Regions from separate parts of the Mus musculus genome. Here region 2 is linked to region 1. The links are chromatin contacts, called in public Hi-C maps. All regions are on one chromosome and are shown on one strand. The core of a region is the stretch at or near the end of the contact, and the rest is flanking DNA. Distances in the headings are between cores, read along the strand shown. Region 1 overlaps Snca (synuclein, alpha). Region 2 holds the start of Snca (synuclein, alpha).

Region 1 (4,495 bases), core at 1,192-3,691:
GTCGGACATCACTGCAAAGAGAGGCCCATTGGACTTGCAAACTTTATATGCCCCAGTACAGGGGAACGCCAGGGCCAAAAAGGGGGAGTGGGTGGGTAGGGGATTGGGGGGGGTGGGTATGGGGGACCTTTGGGATAGCATTGAAAATGTAAACGAGGAAAATACCTAATTAAAAAAAAAGACAAAAAATCACAGCAACTCAGTTTGGAAGAGTTTGCATCCACACTATCCACAGTTCACAAAAGATAGTCAAGAAACTCCAAATGCAAGGAGAAATGTGAGTACAAAAGACGGCTGGACCAGTTAAACTCAACAGAGATAAAGCAAAGACCAGGACCAAGGAAGCCTAAGCCCCAGATCCACTAGGATGATAAAAAAAAAAAAAAAAAAAAAAAAAAACAGCACTCAAGCCAGTTGCCTCATTTCCTTATATTGTCCATATCTCTCCACCAGTAACATATCTGGCAGAGATTTCCTATTTCTGCTTAGCTCTTCTCTCTGCACAGCTATTTCCTGTCTTTACAGTCTAGTAGATGAAGTAGCCTTCAACCCAGGCCCCTTCACTCTCCACCTGTTACTGATTGGCATTCTTTCTCTCCCTCTCTTCCTTTTCTTCTCCTCCTGCTTGTCTTCCTTATCTCCCTCATCGTCTTTCCTTTTCCGACTTTCTTTTCCGTGTTTTCCTTCTTTCTGTACCTTTCCCACTTATTGCCACATCTCCCAAAGATCAGCGGCTGACCTGGTTTATGATATCTGAGTACGTATTTTTACCTACTCCTTTTAGTCTCCTAGCTCTAACCTCCACACATACATGGCATTTCTCCCCTTTGCATCAATTATTCCCACACACATATCCTCCTCCTCTAATTCCTATCTAATAATCTAATACGTGTCACTCGTTTCCCATCATTTCTGAACTCTCTTTTCCCTTTCCAATCATAACCCTACTAATTAAACAGTACTTCTGAAGTCACTTGACTCCTCAAACTAATAAGCACCTAACAAGTATGTGGATTTAGCCACCACTTTCTTTAATATCAGAGTGGTTTGCTGTTGGATAAAGACTTGCCATAGAGAGTACACAAGGGCAGATTGGATATAGAACCTGGTGCTTGAGATACCAGTCTAACAGACAAAAATATTACCAAACTGTTCTACAACCTAGTACCCTCCAAAAACAGCAAACACACCCACAGAAGGAAAAGATGCAACTGTAATTAATCAAAGCAAAGAATCTTATTCATTTGTGAAGCCATAGATTGATATCAATGCTAGACCAAAAGTCCATAAAAATACATTATAACAACTACTTACATGACATTTACCTTGTATTAGGTACTATAATGTAAGTTTGTAGGAAGATACAAGTTGAAAGTATTTATTATACAGTTTAATGAATTCAAGCAATTTCAATCTGGCCTCTCAAGGGGGGTGTTGGAGCCATTTCTTATAGGTACAAATGGATGATAACATTTGACTCATGGGCATTGGAAGGGGGTTCTAAAACTATGTCCTATAGATATAGAGTGATGACGATGCTACCTCAATCATTGGCATCTGAAGAGGGTCTGGAGCCTTCACTTACAAATATGGAGGAACAACGGTATATGAATTATTGATGTGTAAATTTTAAAAGAGAGAAAATGTTACAAAGCATACTTTATATAACCACTAGGCAGGAGTGTTATATAGAAGGACAATGACATATACATTATTGGTGGATAAATAACAGAAATGAGAAATTTATAAAATTTGCTTTATATGACCACTGAGAGGGGTATTTGATGATTATTATAAGAACACTGTGAACAGATATATTAAATATATATAAGAAAATATGTAAATTTAATAAATAAAATATTGTTTAAGCTTAATTTTATCAAACAAACACATTATATGATTATTTTATTTTATTTTATTAACTCTAATATTTTATTTTAAATATCTATATTTTTCACAAGCATACAATATTAATTATTCCTAAAAATAACCACTCTAAATGATTTTATGATAAAAAAATTTTTGGTAGGCTTTGAGAGAAATCAGAAATTAATCCATCAGAACCTGTGACAGAAAACATGGGTAAATGAAACAAGAGTGTCAAGTGTGAGCATGTTGAAAGATGGCCTTTGAGATTGATATACTCCTTATTTCTATAGAGTAAATGACTGCTTAATTAGGAGCAGGAAGGTTGCTGAAATTAAATGCTTTGCTATAAATGTATGCATAAATGTTAGATGTTTAAATATAATCATTTGAAAGAAAAATGTTAAGGACATTATAAAACTGTAAATTCCACTCTATTTGTAGGAGACAGTGTGTGGGGAGCTCTTGTGATATTATCAGTCAGAAATCAACGTCTCTCTGTCATTTTATTAGCTAATGTCAAAGGAGATATATGTGTGTATAGTGGGGAGTCAGGAACAAATTATGTTGTATGCCATTACCTGATGCAAAAGCAAACATTTATGAAGTCATCCATGAGGCAATGGCTTGATAATAGCTAAGCCTTCACAAAAGTCTTCAGGGACTCATGTTCTTTGGAGTGTGACAGAAAAATCATCTGAAACTCAGCAAGCCAGTGTGAAAAGATCACATGCAGCAAATGGCCTTGGCCTTGTTTCTTCTGCTCAGTGACAGGTTTATTTTCAATCTGATTAGCATTGGAGGATGAAAAATGATACTATACTAAACCTGTCCTGCAATTATTCTACGTGAGCCCTGTTATCAAGAGTCTTGGGCTGTAGTTAAGAATGACCCTTAAAACATGCAAAAGAGATAATGAGACCACTGTCTGGGAAACCAGAGCCTTCACCTCTGTTCATGCTGTCCTTTGGCCATGATCGGGGAACTGTATACAAGAACAAATGTTTATCTCACAGCCTAAATCTAGACTAGTTTGGCATCATTGATCAAGATGGTTAACAAAGAGCCTTGGCGTAAAAACAGGATATCCTGATATTCAGAATCCACAGTTCTTACTCAGTGCCTTCCTTTCACTCAATCCATGTGACATACAGTCGTTTTATGACAGAGACAATGAAAATGTTCCTGTTAAAGGCTACCAGGGGATATAGGCATTTGCTGAGTTCTGACAGTGTAATCACAAAAAAAAAGAAAAGAAAAGAAAAAGTAGGCAATACTTGTGTGCCTTGCTTGCTTTCTTGTTCCTATAGCTTGGCTTGTCATTCCTTTATGGAAGTAAGAAGATCGAGTTCATATTATCACAGAAGGAACCACAGGGATTATACATTCATATGTTGCCAGGCTTGTGACGACAATGATTCTTCATAGGAACACTTTCACTTAAATTACTTTCATTTGCGACACTGCCTTCTTTTCTTAGAGGATACTTTAGCATGTGTATATTATCAACATCTACATTATTCACTGTTCTGTACACTTCCTATAAGTATAGCATTAGCTACCAAGCTTTAGTCTGATTATATTTGCTATAATTAGAGGAACATGTAGAAACCTTCTACCATAATTAAGCAGAAAAGACTTATAAGAGGCATCATTCTTTCTGACCATAAAAGACGATGATTTGCCATGATTCACAAGCTTTTAATATTAACAGTGATCTGTGCTGGCTATAGCCCTGCAGTTGCTATTAGAAGTAAAGAGGGGACGAGCAGGCCTGCTGGCTAGTTGGCAGGCTATTCTTTCCCATGTCCCTTCCTGGAAGCTACAGTGGTGCTGGTTAGGTGAAGCTAACTCCTCTCCTGTGGAGCAGCCAAGTGAGTCATATGAATAGGGACCTGGATGGGCAGACTAGACAGTATTGCCATGGCAATGTACAATAAGCAGAATACAGGTTTGCAGAGGTCTTGGAGGAAAATATCAGAGGTTAGTGGCGCTTCTAAGACAGCGTCTATTATCTAGGAAAAGGGTCAACAAAACCTATGATTACAGGTCTTTTCTACTAGACATCACTCATTCATAAGATCTCATCCCAAAGAGGTGATAGTGTACAAAACACCTCCCAGATTTTAATTGTCACCTAACATCAGCTTAAATTTCTATTACATTTCTACAAGAACACGGTGAGAACGCCGTTCATATTTCTTGTGTATTTGTTACAGCACCCTTTTTTATTCTTATTTTTTCACTTAGATAAACAGGCTCTATGAATGGGGAACTGTGGGAGATTCCAGAGTTTCAGATCACTAACAAGAATGGAGGGTATTAGGCACCAAGAGAGCTTCTGAGCAGCTCTGCTCACCCCTGGTCAGTGAGGTACAAAGAAGTGAGAATTTCTCATCCCAATGCTGAAGTTGTTACTCTCTAGAAAGGACAGCTGGGTGCCTTGCCAAACAATAACCACTCTCAAGCATTACTGTTGAATTCTTTAACTCTGTCTTTTCTCAGATAATTTCTTATATTCTGTATATACAAAATGAGCCCACATAACAACATACCTGGCTAGAATAAGTACTATGTCTCCACAAATGCTCAACATTTGTTCAATGAGTGAGTAAGCCATTGCTTATGA
Region 2 (4,534 bases), core at 962-3,461, 67 kb after region 1:
TCTTTCTTTCTTTCTTTCTTTCTTTCTCTTTCTTTCTTTCTTTCTTCCTTCCTTCCTTCCTTCCTTTATTTCTTTATTTCTTTGTGTGTGTGTGTGAGTGTGTGTGTGTGTGTATGTGTGTGTGTGTATGTGTGTATGTGTGTATGTGTGTGTGTAAGAGAGAGTGTGTGTGTGTGTATTGTGTGTGTGTGTGAGTGTGTGTGTGTGTGAGAGAGAGAGAGAGAGAGAGAGAGAGAGAGAGAGAGTGTGAGTGTGTGTGTGTGTGTGTGTGTGTGTGTGTGTGTGTTCTCACATAGTTCAGGCTGGCATCAAATTCTCTGTGTAGCTGAAGATGACCATCAACTCCTGGTCCTTGGGCCTCCACTTCCCAAATGCCACCAGGCTTACTGCCATACATGTCTTTGATTCATAAGCATATTCTTGGTTATTTTTCATGGGTTGCCAATTTTTAAAATTCAGTGTATTCATACACAGAAACAGAAAACCAAATAAAAAACCTACATAAATAACAAGATTAATGAATCTAAGGACAGAAAACATTGTCCCTGTTTGTTTCTGAGAGCTAATATGCAGGTTCATATTCTCTCACCTCCACACAGCTGTCACTCTTCTGAGAAGCTGTGATGCACACGAATCAGACACCACACACCAGCCACCCCAATTCATTAGTCACAGTGTCACTACCTACCTACATAGAGGACTCCCTCTTTTGTCTTTCCAGCTGCCTCTGCCACACCCTGCTTGGTTTTCTCAGCAGCAGCCACAACTCCCTCCTTGGCCTTTGAAAGTCCTTTCATGAACACATCCATGGCTAAAGATGTATTTTTGCTCCACACTAGAGAATACAGAATACATTTTGAATTAGAAAATTTGGGTAAAAAAATAATAATAATAAGGTTTAAAACAGCTAGAGAAAGAAAGGAAATTGAGGGGGAAAAATCAGTATGCCTTCCCCCAAGTCCTGGTGTAAGTGTGATTTCTTGGGTGGGGGGATGTGGGGGTGCTGGGCACAGTGTTGATTGATTGTTGAGTTATGTCACTCAATACTAGGAAAAAGTCATGTCACTTAAGGATGGGATGGATCTAGTTTGATCATTCGACTGCTCTTACATACATATTTCAGAAGAAGAGTTGCAGAAGGGGAGGTGGGCATCCTCTACCCCATCAAGTTCCCAGGGCCCAAAGGTTACATTCAAAGTAAAAAGACTATCTAGAAAAGGAACATGGGAGGTGGGCGTACAGAGATGGAGTGGGGGCAAGAGGATAAAAGACCCAGAGAGGAGTCAGTCTTTGGAGAAGGAAGGGAGGGGAACTGTTTAATCTAGAAGTAGGGAACTGCTTGAAGCCCAGCCTTTCTAATCTTGCAAGACCTTCTGCCCACCACTAGCTCTTTGCCTGCTATCTGCCCAGAGCAGGCGCTGTCCATACACTTGAGCAGTCTCACTTGAGCACCACCCAACCAAGAAGCTCTGTCCTCAGCTGGAATCCTCTAGAAGACCCTGCACCCCATGCTCATTAACCCTTTATCACCTGTTGCCTACTGTCCTCTGCACTTCTATTAATCATGGGCCAAAGGCACCCTTCTTCCTCTACAGAAAGAAGCTGAAATGCCTGGGGTTGGAGCATGAAAGTTGGATGCTCAAATTCCACCCAATGCCCAGCACTAAGCTTCCACCATCCAGCACTCAACATGAAACACCCTAGCGTTTCCGCTTGAAAAAGCAGATGCCACAGGCAACCTGGCCTTTCCCTCGGGCTTTGACAGGATGGAAGGGCATGTCTCCAGCGAAAGGAAAGCCGAGTGATGTACTTTCCACGCACTGGCCCAGTCCCCACCGCCAAAGCAGCTGTAGTTGGTCTTCTCTAGGCGTCCCGGCTCTTTGCTCCGGCTAGCTAAGATCCCCAGAGCTGCCCCATCTACAGGTACTTACCGGCTCCCTAGGCTTCTGAAGAACTCCGATTCTTCCTGTTTTCCCCAATCTAATTTCAATGAAAGAGGCAAGGGCAGGCAGGGGCAGGGGGAACACCTGCTGGTCTCCTGCCGTCTGCTGCCTGCTGCCGGGCGCTCTGGCTCCCTGGCTCCTTCACGTCGCCCCCGCAGCTGATTTGTCAGCGCCTCTCCCCGCCCCTCGCCTGCCTCGTGCCTTCGCTCCTCTTCCTAGGGAGGGGACGGGTTGGTTGGAGGTGCGGTGCGTGAGGGCTGTGGGTATCTGGAGCACATTCCCCCGGATGGAAGGAAGAGAGGACGGCCTGAGCCTCCCCTCGAGTTCAGAGGGCCCTCAGTTTTATCGTGGCTGAACTTGAGCTGGCGCCTCTCCTGCCCCACCCCCCTCCTTCCCTGCCTCAGTCTGTTCCCAGTTCCTCTAGGCGACCCCCTCCTCCAGGACGAGCCCAGATGCCACACCAGAGAGCTGGACCGCCTGAAATGGTCTGTGTGCGGAGCCAGGCAATGGAGAGGGAGCACACACCCTTGGGGTTGCTTTTGTTCACACAGCTTAAGATTTCCATTTGTTTTTACCCCGGAGGAGTCTAAAAGGGTTCTGGGTGCAAAGGGGAGCCGACTAAGGAAGAGTTACAGGTCGAAGAAGCAGGGGGAGGCTCAGCAAATCCTCATTCCCACTCCACTATCACCATTTTCTTTTCCACCAATCAGCGGCTGCCAGACGCTGATTTTTTTTTCCCCATCTGTGGAGCAAGGAATAAATATCCCCCAACCGTCGAAAACCAGCTGCCTCAAGGCTTTTTTGCACTTGAGAAAGTGGCTTACTATAGAGTTACAGGATAGGAAGGTAGCGGCTGTGGGATTCACCCTCTGGGACCATCACAGGCAGTTTCTTCCTTAGTCCCTACTTAATGGCAGATTTTGCACACCTCTTACCTTTCCGACTTCTGGCTGCGTGGAGCTCCAGCGAACAGACTCTTCTTCCAATCCAAGCACACGCGCAGATAGATGCACAGGCTTTGAGACAATTTCTGTGTTACTTAACACGTTCCCACTTCTCTCTGAGATGAGCAGAATACCACTGTTTTATAGCAGAGTGGATTTGAGTGCCAAGCTCCTCCCCCAGCAGAGTGCCTTGCTTTTCCTTTCTTGTATTCTGAACTTGTGTTGGGCACTGGAAGCTAAATCAAGCGTTTACTGTATTAAAAGGGGGGGGGGGTCGTAGGAGGGAATGCTTTCTCTGATCCTTGAAGTCAGTTGACTTCTGAATCCTGAAAAATAAATAAATAAATAAATAAATAAATAAATAAATTGAAGTCTAAAAAAGCATTTGAAACAAGGGACAAGCAGCTTGTTTGGCATGCTATAAAGGAAGGAGGCAGATAAAACCACAAATGCAGAGTACAAGTAATGTGACAGAAATTAACTGTTTAAGCAACGCCTTCAATTCTTATTCCCTTTAAAAATCAACCTTCCTACACACTAGTGGCACATACCATGTTTACTTGAAATTAAAGGAAAAGGTGGCACCTCTGCAGTAGATAGGGTTAGATCCTGGGCTCTAGCATCCCCATCCTGCCAAGTTAGGACACCTGTCCTCAACCAGCCAGGTAAAGTGACATATAAATAGTGAAATACTAGAAATGGGAGTAATTCAATGTGGCCACGTTAAGAAGAGGAACAGAGGTTTAGTGCCCCAAGTTCATCTTGTTTAGATAGAGGTCAGGATGTATGTATGACTAAGCAGTAGGTCAAAGTGTGCTTCCAGCTACTGTCTCTGTCTCCGCTCCAGTCTCTTCTGCAAGGAGGTCTGACTAAGTATCTGATATCTGATATTTCTTCCTGGGAGACATGCTCACCCTGTAATTGACACAAGGCTTCAGCCTTTTCCTTCCCTCAGCAAATTCCTGGAGGACTTCCAATTTCTTGGGGTCTATTTGTCAATAGTCTAAAGCCAGATGAGAGGACACAAACGTTTCCTCGGGATAATGTTTTGCCAGGCCTGTTTTGGTTGCGTCTGGGCGTTGGTTTTCTGCCTCTCAGAACTTTACCAAGTTATGTTCTATTTAGCCAGGTTTTTTTTTTTTCTATTATAGAAGAGAAAGTGAATTGAGATGACACCTCTCCTCTAAAATTTTAGAATGTAAAACATTTAAACATATTTACAGTTGTGAGACTAAGATTCCTACATAAATATCACCAGCTTCCACAAGCATCATTCTGTGCCTTCAGCATGGCTACTCTGTCACTATCGACTTCTCTCCTTCTAGAGATTTAAGCTTTTCATGTTTTTCCATCTGGGAACATTCTAGCACACATTAATAAATGTGAGAATGACTGAAATACCCAGGATGGCATCAAATGATATTCTACATTGAATTATAGTTTATAGAGTGAACTGCTCTGATTTTGTGTCTGCAGATTTTGAAAAAGTCCAAGTGATAGCATACCATTTTAAAGAGAGACTATTTCAATATCTAGAACACTCATTGCATGCAAAACTAAGCGGTACTGGTCAGGGTGTTGCTCCTAACATCAGCACTGTCTGGTTTCTATTATCTTCAGTCACACAGTCTGGCCAGTTATCTGACC

What was found. A called contact is a pair of places that touch in the nucleus more often than the background predicts.
Region 2: a Hi-C map of olfactory sensory neurons shows a contact between it and region 1, with 2.5 times the contacts expected there. The contact joins the promoter of Snca here to the enhancer-like site in region 1. A contact is called at or near these places in 2 of 484 Hi-C or Micro-C datasets (the HPC-7 cell line and olfactory sensory neurons) and 1 of 9 other capture datasets (adipose tissue).

Annotation. Positions count from the first base shown.
Region 1 is chr6:60,759,375-60,763,869 of GRCm38.p6, forward strand. The region is part of intron 4 of Snca (synuclein, alpha); the gene reads right to left. Among named protein-coding and RNA genes, the nearest start is that of Snca, 67 kb to the right of the region's middle. Within about 2 kb of position 2,442, at least 4 of the 459 cell types and tissues checked have an H3K27ac peak or open chromatin away from gene starts, as enhancers often do. A contact at or near this core is called in olfactory sensory neurons, where this site is marked.
Region 2 is chr6:60,826,793-60,831,326 of GRCm38.p6, forward strand. Snca (synuclein, alpha) reads right to left here and starts at 2,212. Exons shown (of 6, transcript NM_001042451.2): 1 at 1,932-2,212; 2 at 689-835. The coding sequence starts at 809.